Regions from separate parts of the Mus musculus genome. Here region 2 is linked to region 1. The links are chromatin contacts, called in public Micro-C maps. All regions are on one chromosome and are shown on one strand. The core of a region is the stretch at or near the end of the contact, and the rest is flanking DNA. Distances in the headings are between cores, read along the strand shown.

Region 1 (4,777 bases), core at 2,165-4,664:
TATTAATCAGCAAGAGCCCAATTCACTAAATTAGAAAAAGAACAAACAAGAGGAAACTAGAAGGAAATTAAATACAGATAAATGCCTAAGAGAGAAAACAGGGCTGGAGAGATGGCTCAGTAAGCAAAAAGTAAACTGCTTGCTATGCAAGCCCATAGACCTAAGTTCTGTCTCTAGCACCTAAATAAAAGCTGGACATTGCTTCCAGGCTTCTCATCACAGTGCTGGGGAAGGCTGATCACTTGGGCTGATCAACAACAAAAACCCCAACCAAACAAAAGACAGAAAGTGCATGAGTCCTAAAGACCAAGTTTTGCACTGTCCCTCAGCCCCCAAAGAATGTGGAAGCCTCGTTAAAAATCAAAATAAGGAAATTTGTTAAAAATTATTGTAATTTATCATCACATTGTCATAGGAATGAGGAAAATATACTTATGCACTAGATACAGACAAATTATTTTGAGAAAACAAAACAGAAAATTCCATACTCATTCACAATAAATCCCCTCAGCAAACTAGGAATACACAGTAATTTCTAGCATTTAATCTAGGCTTTAATCCCAGCACTCAGGAAGCAGAGGCAGTCAATGTCTGAGTTCGAGGCCAGCCTGGTCTATAGAGTGAGTTCTAGGACAGCCAGGGCTACATAGAGAAACCCTGTCTTAAAAAACAAAAAACAAAAATAAAAATAAAAAACCAACTAATTTTCTTGGACAAACTAAAAAAATACACATTAGAAAAGAAGTCAGAGCCATTACAATATAATTAAAAAGCACCTTATTACTAGAAAAAAATAAAATAATTCAGAAAGGATACCTGTTATGAAATTGGTATAAAAGTACTCATTATTTTCCCCTTAACTAGCAACAATTAGAAAATGGGGTTAAAAAGACTCACTTTCCAGTAAGAGCAGAAACTAAAGTAATGGGTCAGCAGTACAGTCCCTAAACTGCTTTACAGATTTACATGGTGATTTTTAGTGCATATCGTTTCATTAACTATAGAAAATGTTTCAATTTATCATTACTGCTAGCATTTGGGGATTTGTCTGATTATTTTTGAACATGCCATTATCAACTCCTTCTTCCTCCTTCTCGTGCATTTTTATTTAAAAAAAAAAAATTACCTTTAGCATCACAACTTCCAGGAGCAAGACACCAGCAAAAGCAGGGCAGCATTGGAAAGAACCTTCATGGTCTTCAATGGGTGAACTATTTTACAAACGCACCAAGGAAATGAAGCCATACTGCAGTCCCTCACAAACTGGAAAACAGTAAAAGAAGGTGAAGTCCTTTCTTCTTCTGTCACTATAGTCTGTCTCATTTTCTTCTGGCCTTTTCAGTTCCTTATGTTCCTTTCAGCTCCCAATTCAATGGTGCATTCCTATTCAATAACTGGGTCCACAGAATTAGGGGGTATGTTCTGTACAGCAGCTCACAGCATCAATTCTGGAACCAATGCTTGCATTTTCTTTCTTAAGCAAATCTCAACAAGGCCATTTAAGTGTCTCACAACTTGTGGCAACTTATAGGCCTATACAAACATCCTTTAGTGGAGTTGTGATTAAACGCAAGCATTCGAAATCCTTTAGAAAAAGATGGCACACACACACCAACCACACAAATTCAACAAGTATCCGCCATTACAATTATGTATGCTTTAAATCACTGGGGAAAATTACGCAGCTCTTAAACACTTCTTGCCCTGAATAGCCCCCTTTGTTTCCTAGGTGAGCATTTCTTTCCCTATTGCCTGTTAAATTACCATTTTCACTCTGAATAGAGGTTTAAAAAAAAAAAAAAAAAAAAGAGGGAAGGACCGGCCTATTGGAATGACAATCAACTGCTTTTAGGTGAAATGAGACTCCATTTTTTTTATGCTTTAGCAACAAACCTGATACCCAGAATGTTCACTCAATAATATTCATTGATTAGCTCAAATATCTATTTTACTCCTGCTAAGTTTTGGTCATCTGTCCCCCACACCTCCCTGTTCAAGGCCTAACCACAGCAAGGGCTCCATAAAGATTGAAGATGAAGAAGAACTGTGAGCCTGAGTCAAACTTGTTCATTTGTTTTCTTTTTAACATAAGCCTCATTCAAATGAGCTATTAGTTCTGTGAAAATAAGAGTTAGAGTCTTAAAACACAAATAGTCCTTATTTGGAAATTTCCAATGCTACTCGTTCATCCAGAATAAACTGCGTACTCCTTAGCAAAACACTCAAGGCCTACAGCCCTGTATCACACTTCTCTCACAGACTTAGAATTACAGCCACGCTGCCCCAGAACAATCTTGCCCTCTGGCTTTCATTGTAGAAACACTAGGCCTAAAAAGCATCCTAACCCATATGGTAGATGTCACTCACCCTTTAAGGCCCACCCACAAATTCCCCCCTCCTCTTTGATGGCTCTTGAAGACTAACAGGCTCCATCAAGAGCCATCTCCATCCTCCATGATTCCTGAATACCTTGAACAAGCACATTTTTATGGTACTTGGGTTTGACCATCATATTATAACTTGTTTTCACTTACTAAATACCATCTTACACAGAAAAAAAAAAAACCCAGTTCTCAAAGCTCACTTTACAATCTCCTCTGGGCACAGGCATTAGGCCTTTAGTACATCCTTACACTTGGTCTTGGGCTAAGCATTTTTAAATGGAAAAAATTTCAATATATACACAAAAACAGAAGAGTATAGTAAATCCCCACCCAGTTTTAATTTATTAGCCAGGGAACATTGTGTTAGTATCTCACTATACCTTGGCCTGTCATGAAAATCAAAACACTGCAGTTTTTAAAATTACAATTAACTCATGTAAAATATCTTAATTACTCACCGCAATCAAATACCTATTTCATCCAAGCATACTTTTTTTTTAAAAAAAGAAAGACTTTTCAATGCCTGTACTTGTTTCTTTTCTCTTTGAATTTGTGGAAAGAACAGGAAAACAGGGAAGAGCTGGGGAAAGGCATAATTAAGTTTCAGAGAGCCTGGATGTCCCAGATGAGAACGAAAGAATCTGACCTGATTTCGGCTGGGAAAAAAATCTATTTCACTACTTCTCCGGAGGAGGAGGGTGCGACTTGAGTCCAGCAGATGCAGGAGGAGGCGCCGAGGGGAGAGTGCTACTACCTCCACTGGGAGTCCCTTCGGGATAATCCCACCGCGGAGCCAGGACACAGCGCTTTTTTGGAGGCTTGGGTTCCCGCGTATTTCCTGGTGGGAGCGTGGATCTCCCGGAGGCACAAGGTTGGTCCCCCATAGGTATGACAGGACCAGAGCGTTAGTTTTCTCTGGTGGGCCCTGGCAAGGCCGAGATCTGAGATGGCGGATCCCCTCCAGGCACGGGGCTGGCTTCCTCCTGGTTTCGCTGTTACCGTATTTCCTGTATCCTGAGACGTATATCCCTTCTCCGCCTCCTCAGCGCTCCGTTCCCCAGCCCACTTTAACCTTTCTACGAGAATGGAATGCAAAGAGAAAAAAAAAAAAAAAGGAGCGCATTTAATAAAGTGCTTTTCCACAGCACATCTCTCTCACAGTTTAATTAGTTGTATGGAGAGTTTTGTACAATTTAATTTAAAAAAATACTAATTTGCTGTAACTTGCCAACGGGGCAGGTGTTAATCAATGAGTGTGTGGCATGGTCGCGGGAGTGCTGTAACCAAAGAAATCAAGCGTTTTACACTGCAGTCCCTTACGCACAGCACATCACAGAGCCATGAAAGGGGTACAACCATCTAGGAAGCTGTGTACAAACACGTTGACTTATTGATTACAGTGTTAAAATTGAAAACCGGTTGTGGAAAATGGACGCACAATAAATTCATCATAAACCAAGACCTCTGTTTACTTTATAATTTTAAAATTTTGTCATCTTTGAAAATTCACTGTATTTTTTTTTCTCATTCCAACAGCCAAGATCTCTTTGAAAACAGACAACGGGTGACACTCCATGTTTAATCGGCAAGATTTTATTTCTTTTTTAGGGTTATGGAAAACAATGACTCATCTTACTATTGTGGTATGTTATATTCTATGTTATATGGTAAGGAACCAGAAACAGTTACCAGAAGGTTCACAAAACAGAGAAAAAGCTTCTGAATTTCTTTGACAGGCATCGCTCCATAACCTTAATGTCTCTGCCACTTGCCTGTGCATAAATGAAACCCCACTTTTCCACTACCACCCTCATTGGTTTATAATGGAGAAATCTCAATCTATAATGTCACACAAACTCCGAACCGCCTCCAAGCTCTGTTGTATTTTATTAATTGAATTATTGGAATTTGGGTTTCCACCTATGATAATTTATGTGCAAAATGATACCACATTAAGGATAATCCGTTCAAACCAGTTACTGCCATAGCTATCTCACACCTTTAAGATGGCTGCCTTCCCCCCAAGCACCCAGCACAGTCTCTTACATAAATAAGGTACCAATAGATATTTGGTAAGATTCAACAGCCCTACGGGTTTTTTTTTTACTAAAAAAAAATTAAAATCTAATAACATCACTTCTATTTTTGCCTTTCCTAACTCCAATATGTAATATGTGCCCCCAGTTAAGTCCTTACAGATCAGGGTATCAACTGCTACTACTAGAACCAGAAAATCCTAAGGGAAAAAAACAGTGAGGAATATTAGAGAGAATGCTTTAGAACCAGAAGAACATTTGTACTTAAACATGATAGCAGTCAACATCCTAGGAGTAATAGTTGAAGTTATGGGTGTGGGTACTATGCCAAGAAAAAAATAGAGACAGAAATAGAAC
Region 2 (4,597 bases), core at 142-2,641, 110 kb before region 1:
TAAGTAATGTAAAACCAGGCGTTCATGATAGGCGCTTGAGCCAGGACCATCCCCCTCCATTCATCCTTAGAGCCATGCTCACCCTCAAACATGTGTTCCACTGCTTTGCCAATTATGGTATTAGCAAGGCGCACATCGCTGACTCCAGAGAACGACACCTTATCAGGAAGGATTTTAAGCTTTAAAATCCTTTCATCTCTGTGAAGTTCCAGTCCATAGACACAGTCAATCCCATCATATTTCACCAGGTAGAGAGAGGGGTTGATAGGCACCTGATCCAGCACAGTCCCTTTCCACTGTGTGATCGGCTCATCTCCTTCCTTCCACCCGTGAGAAATTCTACAGCCCACGATGCTCCTACGGGATGAAGATCTGCTCCTCTGCCTCTTCTGAGAAGCTTTTTTCTTCTTGATGGTTGTAGAGCCAATGTGGTGACCTACGCCTTCTCCCATTTGCTCTTTTGCTGCACCTTTTTTGTGAGGGGTCTTCATACCTGTAAGAGGAGGAGAGAATCTAGGGAAAAACATTCTATGCAAATATTAAGGTTATTTTTCTGTGGATTAGGAAGTCCCTGTGCATGATATACATGTGTCCAGTAGCAGTATTCTATATCAAAATGTGTTTAAATGCCTGCCTGCATAAGCCTCTTTCCAGGCTTGTTTGGTTACACAACAGAGTTAGTGAAGAGATCGCTGTGGAAGTTGTAGCGCTTGAGAGCCAAGCAAAGAAACAGCCGGTTCTCTGCTAGTTCCGTAGTCATCCCAGCTGCCCCGCACCACCATCCCTATTTATAACCCCAATACCATATCTCTATATCCCTCCGTGAAATTTCTATGTCTCTTACCCACTCTCCCCCTCCTTTTCATTCCGCCCTCACTGCCCATACCCATGCTTGCTCTGTGCTCACTTCTTCATGTGTCTTCCAAATCATCCCCGTTTCCCTTTGAGCTCAGCACCACGAATCTGTTTCATGCACTGGCCACCTTTGTATAAGATTCCCCGGGTTTCTTGCTCCGTGCCCCGCCCCCCAAATCTCGGTTCCGAGTTTCCCTCAGCTCAAATCTTAGCACTCCCTCCAATTTTCCTGACAAGCAGGAACCCATTCCAATTTTCCAGCACCTAGTCCGATGCTCACCTGCTCACTGTCTGGGTTTGCAGCACTCACGTGCCCAAATCGGACAGAAGACTGTTGCCTCCGCTGCGAGCCTGGAGCGAAGGATGATCAGCCGGCAAGCAGCCAAATGAGCGCCTGTGAGAGCAGAGCCAGGAGTCTAAGGCCAAGCGCCTGTCTAGGAAAGCCGCGGGGCAAAAGAAGGGAGCATCCAGGAAGTCCCCGCTCTGGGCTTTCTCTCACCTTATTCCCGAGTGTCAGAGGCGGCAGTACCTGGGCCACTTAAGAGCTTCCAGCAGTCGCTGCTGCCACTGCAGTCTCCTCCCTCTTTTCCTAGCGTAGCTTCCTGCCCCGCGAGAGGCCGCCCCTTCCTGCCAAACACGGTTCAACAGCCTCCTCTCCTACTCCACACCGTGGTTCTAAGCTGGGGAATGTGGTCTTGTCCTCATCTCTTCTGCCAAATCAGGAGCCAGGAATTCTCCACACACACGCCAACCCTTCCCCCACACAACCCTTCTTGCGCACAGCTCCTAAGGATTCCCTCCTTCAGTTCAGGTTCCCCACCCCCACCTGCAACTCTACACTTTAGTGCCCCCAACAGCATCTGCTTTCCATCCTTCAGGAATTTGCTTTTCCTTTACCCCGTGCCCTCATGGAGTTTTCTTTATGCAAAAACTGCCTTTCCGGTTGTTTTAGGCTAGTGGAGCTAGGATGAAAAAGAAGGGGAAAAAAAACCAACAAAAAAAAAAAATGCTCTCTTCTCTCCTGTTTGTTTGACCCGATTCATAAGTAAGTTTTCTTGATTGCTCATCTTCTTGAGGACGGGAATCCAGCTACAGAATTTTATGCACCATGTGTAAGATTCTTAATCGTACATTAGATCAGCTTCACTTCTTCCCCAAACCCTTTGCCTCATCACAAAATAGTAGTTCTTATGTGCTTTGCTTCTATGCTCCTAAAAGAGCTTGCATTACTTATGCAAACGTGGTTGTTAAAAATAATCTATAAAACAATTTTGGATATTTCTGAATGTAGAGCATGTATGACAATATGAGAAGTAGACAATACCCTCACTTCAGAGTTAACATTCATTTTTTTTTTAGTCACTCTTTTAAAAGTAGAAACAAAGACCACCAATAGGGTGAAAATTTTAATTCTGTAGCACAGACTTCACTCTTATAGTCTTCAATGTATGTGTATATATACATGTGGATATTATGTTTTATGGCAAAGAGTTTCAATCATACTTTATGAAGTAAAGTTCTTCATACTGTATGAAAAACTACTAATGGTTCCCTTCAGTAGCCTAACAGGACATTTCTAAGAGGTAGTCCTTGGGTTTTTGACCTAAGTCCATATTACCCAGTTGATAAGAATATTGGGCTTGTGTAGAAGCTTAGCATGGGTGTTTACCTGCTGACTTGAATTCTGGAGACTCAGATGATGGTGGAAGGAGAGAACTGATTCCCTCAAGCTGTTCTCTGACCTCCACATACATGTACCCCCCCACCAAAATAAAATAATGTAAAAGATATTCTACAGTTTTTAAAAATATTACTCATCTTAGTATCATCTAGCTAGCACAGCTTTCTCTTACTACATTAATCTACTCTCATGAATATTAAAGAATTTTTTTATTTATTTATGAATGATCACACTGCTAGCAAGCCTAAAGGAGAATCATGAGATTCTTAAATTTGACTTTACTTGATTTCTGTTTGTTTGGTGGGTTGGATGATTTTTGTTGTTGTTTTGTTGCTGTTTTTGTTATTGTTGTCTGTGAGACAGACTCTCTATATAGCCCTGTTGTCCTGGAACTTACTGTGTAGACCAGGCTGGCCTAGAACTCACAGAGATCAACCTGTCCCTGCCTCATGAGTATTGGGATTAAAGGCATGCATCACCATACCTGGCCAATTTCTTAAATTCTAAATGCTTGTTTTATATAATACTTATCTTTTTAAAATTTATTTACTTATTTATTTTTGATGAAAGTGCTTCATGTACAAATCTTCCCTTAAAGTTATAAATGGACAATGAAAAATTGATACTTCATTTACAGACAGCTCTCAACTTACATTGGTTTGTCTTTTGTGTGTGTGTCAGTGAATTTTTTATTAGGTATTTTCTTCATTTAGATTTCCAATGCTATCCCAAAAGTCCCCCCATACCCTCCCTGCCCACTCCCCTCCCCCCACCCCACCCCTGACTCCCACTTCTTGGCCCTGGCATTCCCCTGTACTGAGGCATATAGAGTTTGCAAGACCAATGGGCCTCTCTTTCCAATGATGGCCATACTTATCTTTTGAAGCCTACTTTTTTTTTCAAAAACAATTTTTATTAGATATTTTCTTGATTTGCATTTCAAATGCTATCCCGAACTTCCCCTATATCCTCCCCCTGCCCTGCTCTCCAACCCACCTACTCCCACTTCCTGGTCCTGGAATTCCCCTGTATTGGAACATATAAAGTTTGCAAGACAAAGGGCCTCTCCTCACAATTATGGCTGACTAGGCTATCTTCCGCTAAATATGCAGCTAGAGACACGAGCTCTGGGGGTACTGGTTAGTTCATATTGTTGTTCCTCCTATAGGGTTGCAGACCCCTTCAGCTCCTTGGGTACTTTCTCTAGCTCCTCCATTGGGGGCCCTGTGTTCCATCCCATAAATGACTATGAGCATCCACTTCTGTATTTGCCAGGTACTGGCATAGCCTCACAAGAGACAGCTATATCAGGGTCCTGTCGGCAAAAACTTTCTGGCATATGCAATAGTGTCTGGGTTTGGTGGTTGTATATGGGGTGAATTACCAGGTGGGGCAGTCTCTGGATGATTGTTCCTTCCTTCTCATCTCCAAACTCTGTCTCTGTAACTCCTTCCATGAGTATTTTGTTCCCCATTCTAAGGAGGAACAAAGTATCCACACTTTGGTCTTCCTTCTTCAGTTTCTTGTGTTTTGCAAATTTCATCTTGGGTATTCTAAAAATATCTACTTATCAGTGAGTGCATATCATTTATTTTCTTTTGTGACTGGGTTACCTCACTCAGGATGCTATCTTTCAGATCCATCCATTTCCCAAAGAATTTCATAAATTCATTGTTTTTAATAGCTGAGTAGTACTCCATTGTGTAAATGTACCACATTTTCTGTATCCATTCCTCTGTTGAGGGACATCTGGGTTCTTTTCAGCTTCTGACTATCATAAACAAGGCTGATATGAACATAGAGGAGCATATGTCCTTATTACAAGTTGGAACATCTTCTGGGTATATGCCCAGGAGAGGTATTGCGGGATCCTCCAGTAGTACTATGTGCAATTTTCTGAGGAACCGCCAGACTGATTTCCAGAGTGGTTGTACAAGCCTGCAATCCCACCAACAATGGAGGAGTGTTCCTCTTTCTCCACATCCTCGCCAGCATCTGCTGTCACCTGAATTTTTTATCTTAGCCATTCTAACTGGTGTGAGGTAGAATCTTGGGGTTGTT

Evidence for each region. A called contact is a pair of places that touch in the nucleus more often than the background predicts.
Region 2: a Micro-C map of granulosa cells shows a contact between it and region 1, with 4 times the contacts expected there. The contact joins the promoter of Spin2c here to the promoter of Nbdy in region 1. A contact is called at or near these places in 4 of 39 promoter capture datasets (cranial neural crest, liver, second pharyngeal arch cranial neural crest and 1 more), 3 of 484 Hi-C or Micro-C datasets (granulosa cells, reprogramming fibroblasts and uterus), 1 of 115 datasets of contacts at active chromatin or transcription factors (embryonic stem cells) and 1 of 9 other capture datasets (adipose tissue).

What each region holds. Positions count from the first base shown.
Region 1 is chrX:153,722,191-153,726,967 of GRCm38.p6, reverse strand. It overlaps Nbdy (negative regulator of P-body association), which reads right to left and starts at 3,414. Exons shown (of 4, transcript NM_027327.1): 1 at 3,031-3,414; 2 at 1,127-1,263. The coding sequence starts at 1,135.
Region 2 is chrX:153,829,087-153,833,683 of GRCm38.p6, reverse strand. It overlaps Spin2c (spindlin family, member 2C), which reads right to left and starts at 1,391. Exons shown (of 2, transcript NM_001005370.1): 1 at 1,136-1,391; 2 at 1-493. The coding sequence starts at 491.